2 separate regions of the Sus scrofa genome follow, and region 1 is linked to region 2. Evidence: chromatin contacts called from public HiChIP or PLAC-seq data. All regions are on one chromosome and are shown on one strand. The core of a region is the stretch at or near the end of the contact, and the rest is flanking DNA. Distances in the headings are between cores, read along the strand shown.

Region 1 (5,916 bases), core at 3,275-5,774, 310 kb after region 2:
CTATGAATGAATATCTGTGTTCTGAAATAATCCCTTCCTCCGATTTGCTTACAGTGTTCAAAATAGCAACTTATTTGGTTATTTCCTCTGTGGATTATAGTTGAGTTTTCTGTTAATTTTGTGTTTAGTTCTCTTTAATCTCCCCAACACTTAAATAGTTGCCAGATAATTAAAGTTCCAAAAGAATAAATATGTTTAGTCTGTAAAAGCTCACCATGATGTGTAAAATTGGGCTCAATTCAGTGATGAGTAGTGTAGAGGATAAGAGAAAGTAACAAGTAATTGTCACAATCTCTTAGGAAGGAAGAGCGGTTTTTACAATAGTTGAAGAGCCCTTTCGAGTACATTAGCAAGAAAATAGAAAATTAAGAGAAAAAATTAATATTACATGTAAGGAAATATTAGCCTGAGGTTGAATTAATTAATGTTGCCATAGCAGGTTTTGCGTGGCAGTTTCCTTCATCACGTGGAAGCCAGATCTGACCTAGTTTTTCAGGGCAGAACCCAGACCTTACACTCAAGCCACTGGTGTCTAACCTAGATTTAATCACACACAGCAGGAGTTAATGAAAGTATGCCATGAAGAAAGGAAGCTGAGTTAAACAAGGCCCTGGTAGAGGGAGTTTAAAAATTTACTCTTAAATTGTGATGTGCTGTTAGCAGAGATCTTAGCTTTGAAATCACGACTTGTCCTATCAGTGTTCCTACCTCCCTGGATCTGCTAAAATCCATTTTAAAAATTTGATTTAGCCATAATTTTGCTTGTAGTGTAAGAGCATCCCTGTCCACAAAGGGTCAAACATATTCTCCGTTGGATTAATAGCAAAGATCCTAAATGATCCATACACTAAGATATCTTCATTATAACAAAGCTAAAGCAATGACGCTAGTGCTGAATGGAGGCACCACCTTAATTGATGGCTACCACCTCTCAGAAAATATGGGGGTGCTTTCCAAAGCAAGTGGAGAAAACACAGCAGGAGACCAAGTGAATGTTCTCATCCCTTGAACAAAGCCGTTAAAGGAAAATGAAGCCTTTGCTCCTGTAGATTTTTACATTCCTCTCGCATAATAACCTTCATATAGACTTACTGATGCAAACAGGAAGTATCCATATCTAAGTAAAAAAATTGCCTCTTGACATCTTAAAAGATGACTAGATTAGGTAATAAAAGAATCCCTAATCCTCCAAATAGCAGCAGAAGCCACACCTAATGTGAAACCATCTCTATGATAAAGTGGTTCTTTCTCATGTAGATGCCATTGGGACAGTTCACTCCAGGTGACCTGCCACTTATTCTTTTGTGATCTATGACTTATTTAGTAGGATGTTTGTAGAAGCTTTTTCTTTTCCTGTTTATCAATTATTTTATCCTGTACTATCTTTGCTATTCGAATATTTACATAGTCACCAAGGAAATAAAAGGAGTAGAACTACATATTGTTTAGAATTGCATATTGCAACTCTTGCAATATTCAGTTAATTAAGAACTGATATTAAGATCTCTTTTTCAGTTTCATTCTCAAAGGTGCCTTGTTTTGTTTTTAGCGTTCTAACAGATTATTAAGCTCTCTGGTAGCTGGGCAAGTCTTTCTGTATCATGGGCCCTCAGTTTTCATAACTGTAAAGTGAGGTGATCAGAACATCATGGAGCCCCAGTTTCCATATCTGTAAAAGGAGGCAGTCAAACCAAATGAAGTAAAGTCTTGTAGCCGTAAAATTCTATTCTTCTTTAAAGCAGGAATGACCAAAAAAGGATGGATCCCAAAGGTATGCAGAATGATTTCAGCATTCATATTGATGCCAGCAAAAATTACATGAATATGCAGGGCTCTTGCTTTAAGCCAACTTGGATGTTGAGCTAATCTAATGCATTTTAAAAGCAAGACCAGCCTGGGACGATATCTATTAATCAAATTTATTGATATACTGGAGGGAGGGTGGGTCGCACAATTATTCAAAGCGTAATCAAATTGGCTTCCCATACCATCCAATTATATTCATATATTCCAAAGTAGGAAGAACCACACAGTGATGAAAAAAGAATTGCAATACTTAACAGCTTGTAGAACTATAATCATGATCCATCCTCTTAGGAACCTCTCATTGCAGGTTTACCACTTCAGGATCTTTTAAAATTAGTGCTTGGCTGCTACAAAATGATCATGTTTTAGAGAGTCAACATGAGAAGGGAAGAATCATAGAATATCAGGGTTTCATAGGGTCCCTGAACTCTCTAGACATATGGAAACTTAGTTGCTCTCATTCCCATAGAATCTAATACATAATTCCTCTTGTACTGGAAACACACAACTTTTACATTTCTCCCCTTGAAAATAAGATCAATTTCTGAGTTCCCTGTTGGCCTAGTGGTCAAGGATTCAGCATTGTCACTGCTGTGGCTGGGGTTTGATCCCTGACCCAGGAACTTCTGACTGCCCGGGGCACAGCCAAAGAAAAGAAATGAGAAGAAGGTTAATTTGTTGAATGTTAGTGATGGGTGCTAATTACTTCATTCATTCAACAATTATTTATGATGTGCCTCCCATGTGCCTGGCACTAGTCTAGGAGCTGCAAATCTATGCCATCATCAAATGTACATTTTAGAAGGAGGAGTTGGACAATAAGCAAAATAAATACCTACACTCCATAATGTGTTAGAAGGCCATAAGCACTAGAGGGGAAACAATTTATACAACAGGGAAGAGACTGTGGAATGAGAAAAAGCACAGGAGGAACGGGAGAATTGTGACATTTATATTGGGCAAACAGGGTAGGGTTCACTGAGAACTTGGCATTTGAGTGATGACTTGAAGAAGGTGAAAGAGGTAGCTGGAGATATCAAAACAAAGAGCATTCCAGACAGAATAACCCATGCCAAGGCCCTGAAGCGGGAACAGGTCTGGTCACAGGAACTTGTCCTCAGGTTGACAAAGGAGATGCCTTTAGATATGGTGCATTCTGGATAAAGTTTGAAGATCATTCTGATTAACTGACGATTGGATTTGGGGTTCTAGAGAAAGAGAAGAATCAAGGAGGACTCTCAAGTGCTCTGAGTAACTGGAAAAATGAGTTTGCCATTAACTGAGCTGGAAAAGCCTGGGGATGGAGTGGGTTGGGTGGGTGTAAGAGATCAAGATCTCAAATAAGGAGTGAAGTACTGCTTTGTTATCGTTAATGCTTTTACCATCAAAAGTAAGTTCTTAGGGAAATGAACGAAAGTTTGTATGTGTCACTCTTTCAATAATAATGTAATTTCTAATCCTGCTCACATATAGAGTCCCATCTAGACCTGTCTAATGTATGTCAAGGAATATTTTGTTTGTTTGTTTTAAGAAGACCTGAGCAAAACGAAACATTCTCCTTTTTAAAAAAGAGAAAAAACAATAAATTTTGTTTTCTCTTTTTTTTGCGGGGGTGGGGGTTGTCTTCCACTACCTGAAAATAGAGGATTCAGTTGAGACAATTTTACAGAAACATTCAGTTTCCCAAAGTATTCTCATTGAAATATTTAGATGTAAAACTGAATCTAATTCAGTGAATTATTTGAATGACTGCCTCTATTATCTATTATGCATATACATTTATTTTCTATTACACATGGAAACAGGGCCAAAAATTAATCAATACCATGAGTGAAATAAACCACAGTGTAGCGAATGCATCCAGCCATTCCTAGTTCACACTCAGAAGCTAGAGGCAATAAGCCTATATTGACTAAAGAATGTTCGGATCAGAGTTCCCTGGTGGCCTAGTGGTTAGGGACCTGGTGTTGTCACTCCTCTGGCTTGGGTTCAATCCCTGGCCTAGGAAACTTCCACATGCCCTGAGTGTGGCAAAAAAAAAAAAAAAAAGAATGCTCAGATTAATTGTTAGTGATCAGAGAGAATTATACCAAAAGATTTGACCAAGTTAATTTATTAATTTATTTTTATTTTTAGCCTTTCATAGATGTGGCATAAGTTATACTTTCTCTTTCCAGAATATCTTTTTTTTTTTTTTTTTGGTCTTTTTGTCTTTTTATAGCCACACCCAAGGCATATGGAGGTTCCCAGGCTAGGGGTCTGATCGGAGCTGTAGCCGCCGGCCTATGCCAGAGCCACAGCAACGTGGGATCCGAGCCTCATCTGCAACCTACACCACAGCTCACAGCAACACTGGATCCTTAACCCACTGAGCAAGGCCAGGGATCAAACCCACAACCTCATGGATCCTAGTTGGATTCGTTGACCACTGAGCCACAACAGGAACTCCCCAGAATATACTTAAAACAACTTCATTAATCCCCAAAATGTGGGCTTCGTGCCACTTATTAGCATAAGAATTTATATCAAGGATGATACAAACGTCAAAGTTTTGTGGTGCAGCTTGCATGAGAATGTATGTAAAGTGTCTGGCTCTTACTACATCTTGTTTTTCATTATTATTATTACTATTCAGAAAATGACTCAAAAACTCAGTCTCGAAAAGTGAGTAATGGTTGAACAAAATGAGGAAGGATAATTTAGGCAAAGGGAGTAACATGAGCAAAGCCACAGTGTGTTAGAAGGAATTGGAAGTTTCCAGCGTGATGAAATCACAGGGTATAAGAAGGGAAGCCAGAAATTTGGTTGAGGCCAGATCATAGAAAATCTTATGCATTATGTTACAGAATTTGGACTTTAATTTTAAAAAAAGGGGAAAACTTGGAAAAAGAGAGGGGTTTTTTTAATGGCCTGATTAAATTCGCCTGTTTGTAAGTTGGCAGTAACGTACAAGAAAGGTTGGAAGGGTGAAAAATTGGAGCAGTTAACAATTCAGGAAAGACTTGATCTGGGCTCAAGCTATGTCAATAGACTAGGAAATGATAGAAGATGACAGATGGAAGAAATTCTAAGGATGTAGAATTTATAGGACCTGTAACTAACTGGTAAGATATAAGGGTGGAAATAAAGCAAAGAGGACACTCAGGATAATTCCAAGTTTTCTCAAATAACGGAGAGGCAGTTTAGTCATGTTGAGTTTAAGATAATCATACAAAATTTCAAGTAGCTATAACCAGCAGCCAACTGGACTCTCATAGAGAATGATGGAGGTAGAAGCCAGAATAAAGACTGGAGTTCAAGAAAGTAGATGGACATTTAGATTTGGGAACAAGTGCATCCAGCAAATAACATTCCACACACGTCACTTAAATGTGGACTGTAGCCCTGTTCCCTGCTTTGGCCTGAAAACATTCTCATGAGGATGTGTGGGCACAACTGAAGCCAAGAGAGGCAATGAAATGCTCAAGAGAGCATGCATAGACCAAAGGGCAGTGAGTCAAAGATTGGATTCTAGACACCTACATTCAGTAGGAGAGGGAGAGGAAGAGCCTATGAAGGACACTGAGGTGGTAGTGGTGTCGTAGAAACCAGGAGAGCAGGGAGTTTCAAAGAGAAATTAAAGATGCTAAAATGAGAATTAGAGTTCATTGGATTTAGCCACTTTGAAATGACCTTCGGCAAAGCAGCTTCAAGAGAGTGGCAGGATTAGAAACTGGGTTGTAATGACTTGAAAAAGGAGGTGTAGATAAGGAGTTGGAGAATCAAAGTGGGGTATTCTTTCCAAGAAGTTGGTCTGTGAAGAAGACAATAACTAGAGAAATATTCAAGGTCGCAGGATAGATTTTTCAAGATCAAAGACTTGAGGCTGTTTACAAGCTTTGGAGAAGAAGTTGGTAAAGAGGTTGAACCCTTGAGGCATGGCCAAATCTCTAGGACACAAAGATGGAATTAGATTCTGGAAGAAAAACTGGGAGGGTTTTTGATCCAGAGTCCAGGAAGTGGGATGAACCTTAACATGGAAATGGATCAACTGGGGGGTGGGGGGAAAGAGAGAATAAGAACTTGAGGCAGTTCATATCCAATGATCCCAGTTTTGTCCTAAAATATGGG
Region 2 (6,134 bases), core at 1,780-4,279:
AGGCAGGACTGAGTGCCTCTGGGGTCTTCTAGCACCTAGCACAGCACCTGGCATTGGCACACTCAATAGAGATTTCTAGAAGAAATGAATGAGTGAATGAATGAACAAACGAATGAAAGATATTTCTTTAATAAAAGGGTAGGGTCCAAACTTGTCTAGCCATCACAAAAGATGCAGAGAGGGAGGCCCCTCAAAAGCACTTGGGTTACTGCTATTCTGGCAACAGGTGAGGATTCTTTGAGCTCGTTCCCTCCCTATCACCTGGAGAAGGGCTGCTTCAGAGATGGATCTCTGTAGGGTATTGCTGCTTCCAACAAAAGATGCACAGATACCCCTAATCATTTTAGTTTGTTTTCATCCAGAGGTGAGGGGGCATGAGGCTGAATGAGTTCCTTGGCCTTCACCGCTCTTCTCAGTTTATCCGGAGAAAGGGTAATCCCAGAAATTGAGCGACAATTTAAAGAGAACCTTCCCAAGGTCAAAAGTTCCTAGGATTATCCTCTTTCTGACACTACCTGGGATTTCAGCCTGTTCTGGAAAGAAAACAACTTTATGTAATCATTTCATATGGAAATTTAAGGTTAGTTAATTCTCAAACACTTGATCTTCCCCATCAGTGATCAGGAGATGAGATTCAAGGTTCTCTCACTATTCCATTTTCTCATCCCTGTACACTGTTTCGTAATTTCTACCTTCTCACTGGCCCTTCCATTCCTGATCCTTCCCTCGGGGCCCTCTGTCAAGATCACTCCACTCTGAAGAAAGTCTTCTGTGACTCCAGTCTCTTCAAAATCACCGTTCTTTGGGTTAATTGAAAATAGCCTTCCTCAGAGGGCATGGTTTTCCCTGGCAACTTTTATAGAAGTTCCTTCTTTCTTTCCTTTTCTGCATATTTATTTATCAGCTACCAACTGCCAGCCTGTTCACTTCCCCATATAACTGAGGCCCTGGAGGCAAGAGCTTCATTCTCTTCCTTTCTCCCACAGGGGAAACACAAAACAAGCAGATTTCTAACCAACAACAGAGGCTAAAAGACAATGGAATCATGTTTTAACTAATAACTATTAGCCTACAATTTCCTACTTAACTAAACTATCATTAAAGTGTGAGGGCAAAATAAAGCCATTTTTAAGACGAAAATGAGTGCTTTAAACACTTACAGAGCCTTGGGGAAAACAAAATTAGGTCGAGAAGGAAAGTTTAGATACAGGCATGCCTCGGAGATATTGTGGGTTTGGTTCCAGACCACTGCAATAAATCAAATATTGCAATAAAGCGAGTCACAAATTTTTTGGTTTCCCGGTGCATATAAAAGTCATGTTTACACTACAGTGCAGTCTATTAAGTGTGCAATAACATTATGAGTAAAAAAACAATGTACATAGATAGCTTAATTAAAAACTAATCCTGTTTGGAAAATTGCACCAATAGACTTGCTTGATGTAAGGTTGCCACAAACCTCCAATTTGTAAAACACATAGTATTTGTGAAGCACAGTAAAGCAAAGTACAATAAAACGAGGTATGCCTGTACTTATCAACCTAAAAATTTTAAGTCAGGGATGTACTATACAAAGATTAAGGATAGCGACAGAAATAACAGCAATAGAAATACATAACATACAACTGATTGAGGAAAATGGACTGAAGACAACCCAATCAATCCAACAGAAAAAAGTAAAGGAGGAAACACAAATAAAAAAGGGCAGTAAATTTAAAACACAAAATAAGAGAGTGTATATAAACACAAATGTATTAAACTTATCAACAAAAATACAAAGAGACTCTCAGAGCAACTAAAAAGAAAATTGTTTACAAAGTCCAAAGAGAAAACAAAAGGTTGAAAGAAAAGTATTGAAAAAGATTTACCAAATTTTAACTAAATTAAAACTTTGTGAATTAATATCAGATTTTAAAAGACGTTAAGGGAGAGGACTATTGACTTATATAAACATAAAAACAAAACACTAGTGAATCTGATCAGTGTCCTGGTTGTATAACTTGCCCTCTGCCTATAAAATTATAGACTTGTTATTTTAAAATGCACCAGTAGTCTCAACTGATGAGTCTCAGCTATGATCAAATATTTAAGAAGACACATATGGCTGGATCACAATTCCAACATTCTGGTAATCTATCATGAAAGGAGTGAAGAGTCTAACCCTTAGACCAGCGTGGTTATGAGTTGTGGAATTGCTGATCCCCTTTAGTTGAGCATTCTCAATGACGATACTGTGGCAGAGAAAACAGATTCTCCCACTCAGATTTCATGATGAAGCACTTGTGGGCACCGCATAAGGAGATTTTTTTAAATGCCCAAATCCTCTTCTTTAAAGGAAACAAAGGAAGCATAATATACTCTTTATACTGCAATTCTTTTATACAGAAATGAAAAGTATTAATGTTTAATTTTCTATAGTTTATTACTGAGTTACAAACCAAAAAAACCGAGTTATGAAAAATTAGATTTTCAAACCAAATGTGTATTGGGACACTTTAGTGACTACATGTTTTAGTGTGAAACAGCAATTCTGTCCCTTTAAGTAAATTAAATTTAAAATATGATTTTAAGAAATAGTTCAATAGCACTAAAAGTTACTTTATAAAATGGAGATTTAGACTTATAAAAGACTTGAATGCCATTTTTAAACCTAAAAATTACAATACAAAACCCTCTCATTTGCTGAAATTGCCATGATCTGAAGTGTCATTTACTTAATGCTTCACAGATGTATGATGCCAAATTGTTAGTCAGACTGCAGAGTATATTTAGTCAGGCAAAGAATCTTCCAAAACATGTTTTCCTATATTTTACTGACATTTACATGGGGCACTATTTGAAATGTGTCATTTATTTGCACTTTATGATCTATAAATGAAGCTCTCATTTTCTTTTTCCAAATCAAATACGTTGTTACTGTGACCACATAATAGCTTTTCGTTTAAAGACACTATTGTGTCTCTAATCCCTCAGACTAGGGTCATGTGCTACTTTGTCATATTTTTAACTGGACTTTTCATTACACTTACTCTTTGACCTTTACCCTGAGAGTCTTAGTCATCACTGAATGGTTGTTGCAAGGGTGTTTTGCTACACAATCTAGACCACTATTTATCACGAGCCTTTATGTACTTTTAGTAAGCCTGTGTGCAGGGGTGGAATAGTACTAATTTTATTACTAGGTACCAGAGCATGGACTATGAATTTGGCTGACAAGGAACCCATGCCGCTCACAGCAGGAGGTTACAGATAAAGATGGAAGAGCCTGTCAAAATGTTCTTTTGTGGTGATATGAGTATGCATAAACAAGAAGTTGGTATTTATTAGCATTGGGGGCTTTTAAATGTCATGACTGTACTACTAGAGTCCATTTGGGGTCAAGTACAATCAGCAATACTAGTGTAAATATGACTAAGAGACTGAGAGAGAAATTTAAATGGGAATATTAAGAAAAAAGGAAATTTTCTGACTAAAAGTAATGTGAATAACTAACACGGCTCTGTGTACTAAGCAGCAACTTTAAAAACCTCTTAATACTATTAACTGCAAAACAGCAGAGTGGGGTAAAACCTTTAATGGGCTCCCCTACAATGCTGAGCTTGTTTCCATAACATTTATAACTATGTATGTTTGTATTAAATCCACCAATTTCTAAGAAACAGAGGTAATGTAATACTTTAGTGTATCTGTAACACATAATCTCTTAAACATATAATGAAGCAAAGTCAAATGCTTACTTACAGAAACTTAATTGTCGGCTTTCACAAAATTCTGCATATTGAGCTGAATCCATAATTCGAGTTTGTCTTTCTGCTCTCTGATAAAAATAAAAAGACAGACAAAAATCTTTCAAGTAATTGGACTATTATATATTTTCACAGCTAAAACTCAGAACTAAAATTCCATTTCCTTTCCTCACTCTAGGTGAACAGTTTAGTACCACCATAAATACCATAATACATTAAATTATGATAAGTTAACAGTAGTTCTGAAGCTTATTTCTTTTGGAAATAAAGTTTAAAAAAATCATTTTCCATTCCTCTGTTACTTTGATCACAGTGGAAGGAAAAAAACCCTAAAGGACCTCATTTCTTAGATTGTGCACTTCTAAATTTTCTTTAACTCTAGCACCTTCTAAAAGAAAAACTCTGAGGAGACAGATCAAACAGAAGATCTGTTATTAACTCTTATTGTCCTTCTGCCTTAAAGCTGGGATTTTTCAATGTTAAAACAGGAGTCACCGAATGGAATCCATATATTTCCCCTCAGTTAGAACACGGAGCCAGAGCTAACAAATCCCTATTTTAAATTGCAGAGAAAATAAAGAAAAAGGTAAACACAACACAAATCCTTTGATCTGAGTCCAGGTATGATTCACAGTTTGGTACAGTTTCGTCCGCTGGTTTCTGATTCAGTATGGCAGATGTTTGCTGCTTCATTGTCCCACAAGAGGTAGGATAATTATAATTCACCCAGAGTTTGGTGGGAAAGAATATGACCGCTTCCGCTTCCTTGGCAAGGGAAGCGTTTTGAAATGAGACAGGCTGGTACTTCTTGGAATGAGTTTCTGGCCAGTAAAGGAAAAAAATTCCCTGAGATTTAACATTTTTTTCTGCTTCGGAAGGATTCTCAGCAAGTTTTCTTTATCACGGTTGGTGGAATACATAAGTACCACTTCTGACGTCTATGGATATTCTGATATTTTTTAAACTGAAATTATTCTTTTTTCATTTTGTTTGATTTGGGTGGGTGGACAACTGAATTCCAATGACACATGAGCTGATGGAATGAATAATGGTGCGCAAGCTTCAGCCCAATACAGAAAGGATGGATGGGATGGTGAGACTTAAGGCAAAATTTACTAACTACTGTGGTTCCTCCTGAGACCACTCATTGTTTTATCCTTTCTTTCTCTTCCTTTCCTCCCTCCCGTCTTTCCTTCCTAATCTCCCCCTCACATGCTCACAAACACATACATGCATTGACACAAACCCAGACTTCTCTTGTTTATTTATCCTCTGGGTTCAAGTATCCTTTTTGAACATGGACCAGTAAAAATGACATACATGTGCACACACACACATCTGTATGCACTGTCTCCTGTTGTGCATACATATTTGAAACATCATGTTTCCTTAAGGGTATGGTGCTGGATGCATCTTAATGTACTCAGAAGTATTTTTTTGATATATGAATGCATGATTTCGTTTTGTCCTTGTTTTTAATGTATCTGATACATGATTTAAGAAATATTTACTAATGGGAAACAGGAAGCAAGGAAGGGATGATTCATGGTTTGAACATAAATCGATCAACATGTGTTTATTAAAAAAATCCTCTGAGACTGATATCTTTAGTGTATGCGTGTATTATGCATGTATGTCTATATGCATGTTTACATATATATCTGTCTGTCTGTATCTGACTATGGCAGGAATTTCTTGGGTTTGAATTTCCAGTGCCTAGAAAATATCTGACACATGGTAAAGGAGCAATAAAACGTTTGTGGAATGAACAAATGCTACTATTTTGGTCTATGGTGTGGGCCAATGACTATGATGCAGGCTGTCCTGATTAGCCATGTGCTCCTCAAGGTCTCTAGCTGGGCAGCCTTCCCCACCAAACACATGTCAGACAGAAAGGACTCAGATGGCTGAGGAGAAAGAAAGCTCCTGACGAGATTCTTCATACTAACTTTTCTTCCAAAAGCTGGACATTCAAGATTTGGCTTCTATATGCATGCTTAGATAGCTGATGTATTTTCAAAAAGTATTTCTGGAAATGAAAGTTAGGAAAACTTATCCTAAGAGGTTAAGGTTGCCACTGGCGGCTTTAACTGAGTTGTTAAACTCGTTGGAAGATTCTGAACTGCAAAACCTACCATCAACTACATTTCAAAGACACTGAAGGACTTTAGATCATTAGAGCTAGCTTCATTCCTTTCAGACACCTTCTTCAGTGTCTATTCTCGTTTCTGCATGAAGCATCTGAGTTTGATTTTAATTCCTCTAGCATCTACGCAGTAATCTTTGATCTCAGGAGCCCCATGAAACTACTAGGGCATGCACAGAAATGATTCACCAAGTGCCTAGCACATAGCCAACACTCAGTGCAAAGCAGCTGACTCAATAGCA

Evidence for each region. HiChIP or PLAC-seq counts read pairs in DNA pulled down with a chosen protein or histone mark.
Region 1: an H3K27ac HiChIP or PLAC-seq map of alveolar macrophages shows a contact between it and region 2. The contact joins two enhancer-like sites. A contact is called at or near these places in 1 of 5 promoter capture datasets (fetal liver) and 1 of 2 datasets of contacts at active chromatin or transcription factors (alveolar macrophages).

The regions. Positions count from the first base shown.
Region 1 is chr7:40,162,112-40,168,027 of Sscrofa11.1, forward strand. The region is part of intron 2 of RUNX2 (runt-related transcription factor 2); the gene reads left to right. Among named protein-coding and RNA genes, the nearest start is that of SUPT3H, 3.9 kb to the left of the region's middle. Within about 2 kb of position 4,525, at least 1 of the 83 cell types and tissues checked has an H3K27ac peak or open chromatin away from gene starts, as enhancers often do. A contact at or near this core is called in alveolar macrophages, where this site is marked.
Region 2 is chr7:39,850,857-39,856,990 of Sscrofa11.1, forward strand. It overlaps SUPT3H (transcription initiation protein SPT3 homolog), which reads right to left. Exons shown (of 12, transcript XM_021099857.1): 7 at 3,742-3,817. Among named protein-coding and RNA genes, the nearest start is that of RUNX2, 250 kb to the right of the region's middle. Within about 2 kb of position 3,030, at least 1 of the 83 cell types and tissues checked has an H3K27ac peak or open chromatin away from gene starts, as enhancers often do. A contact at or near this core is called in alveolar macrophages, where this site is marked.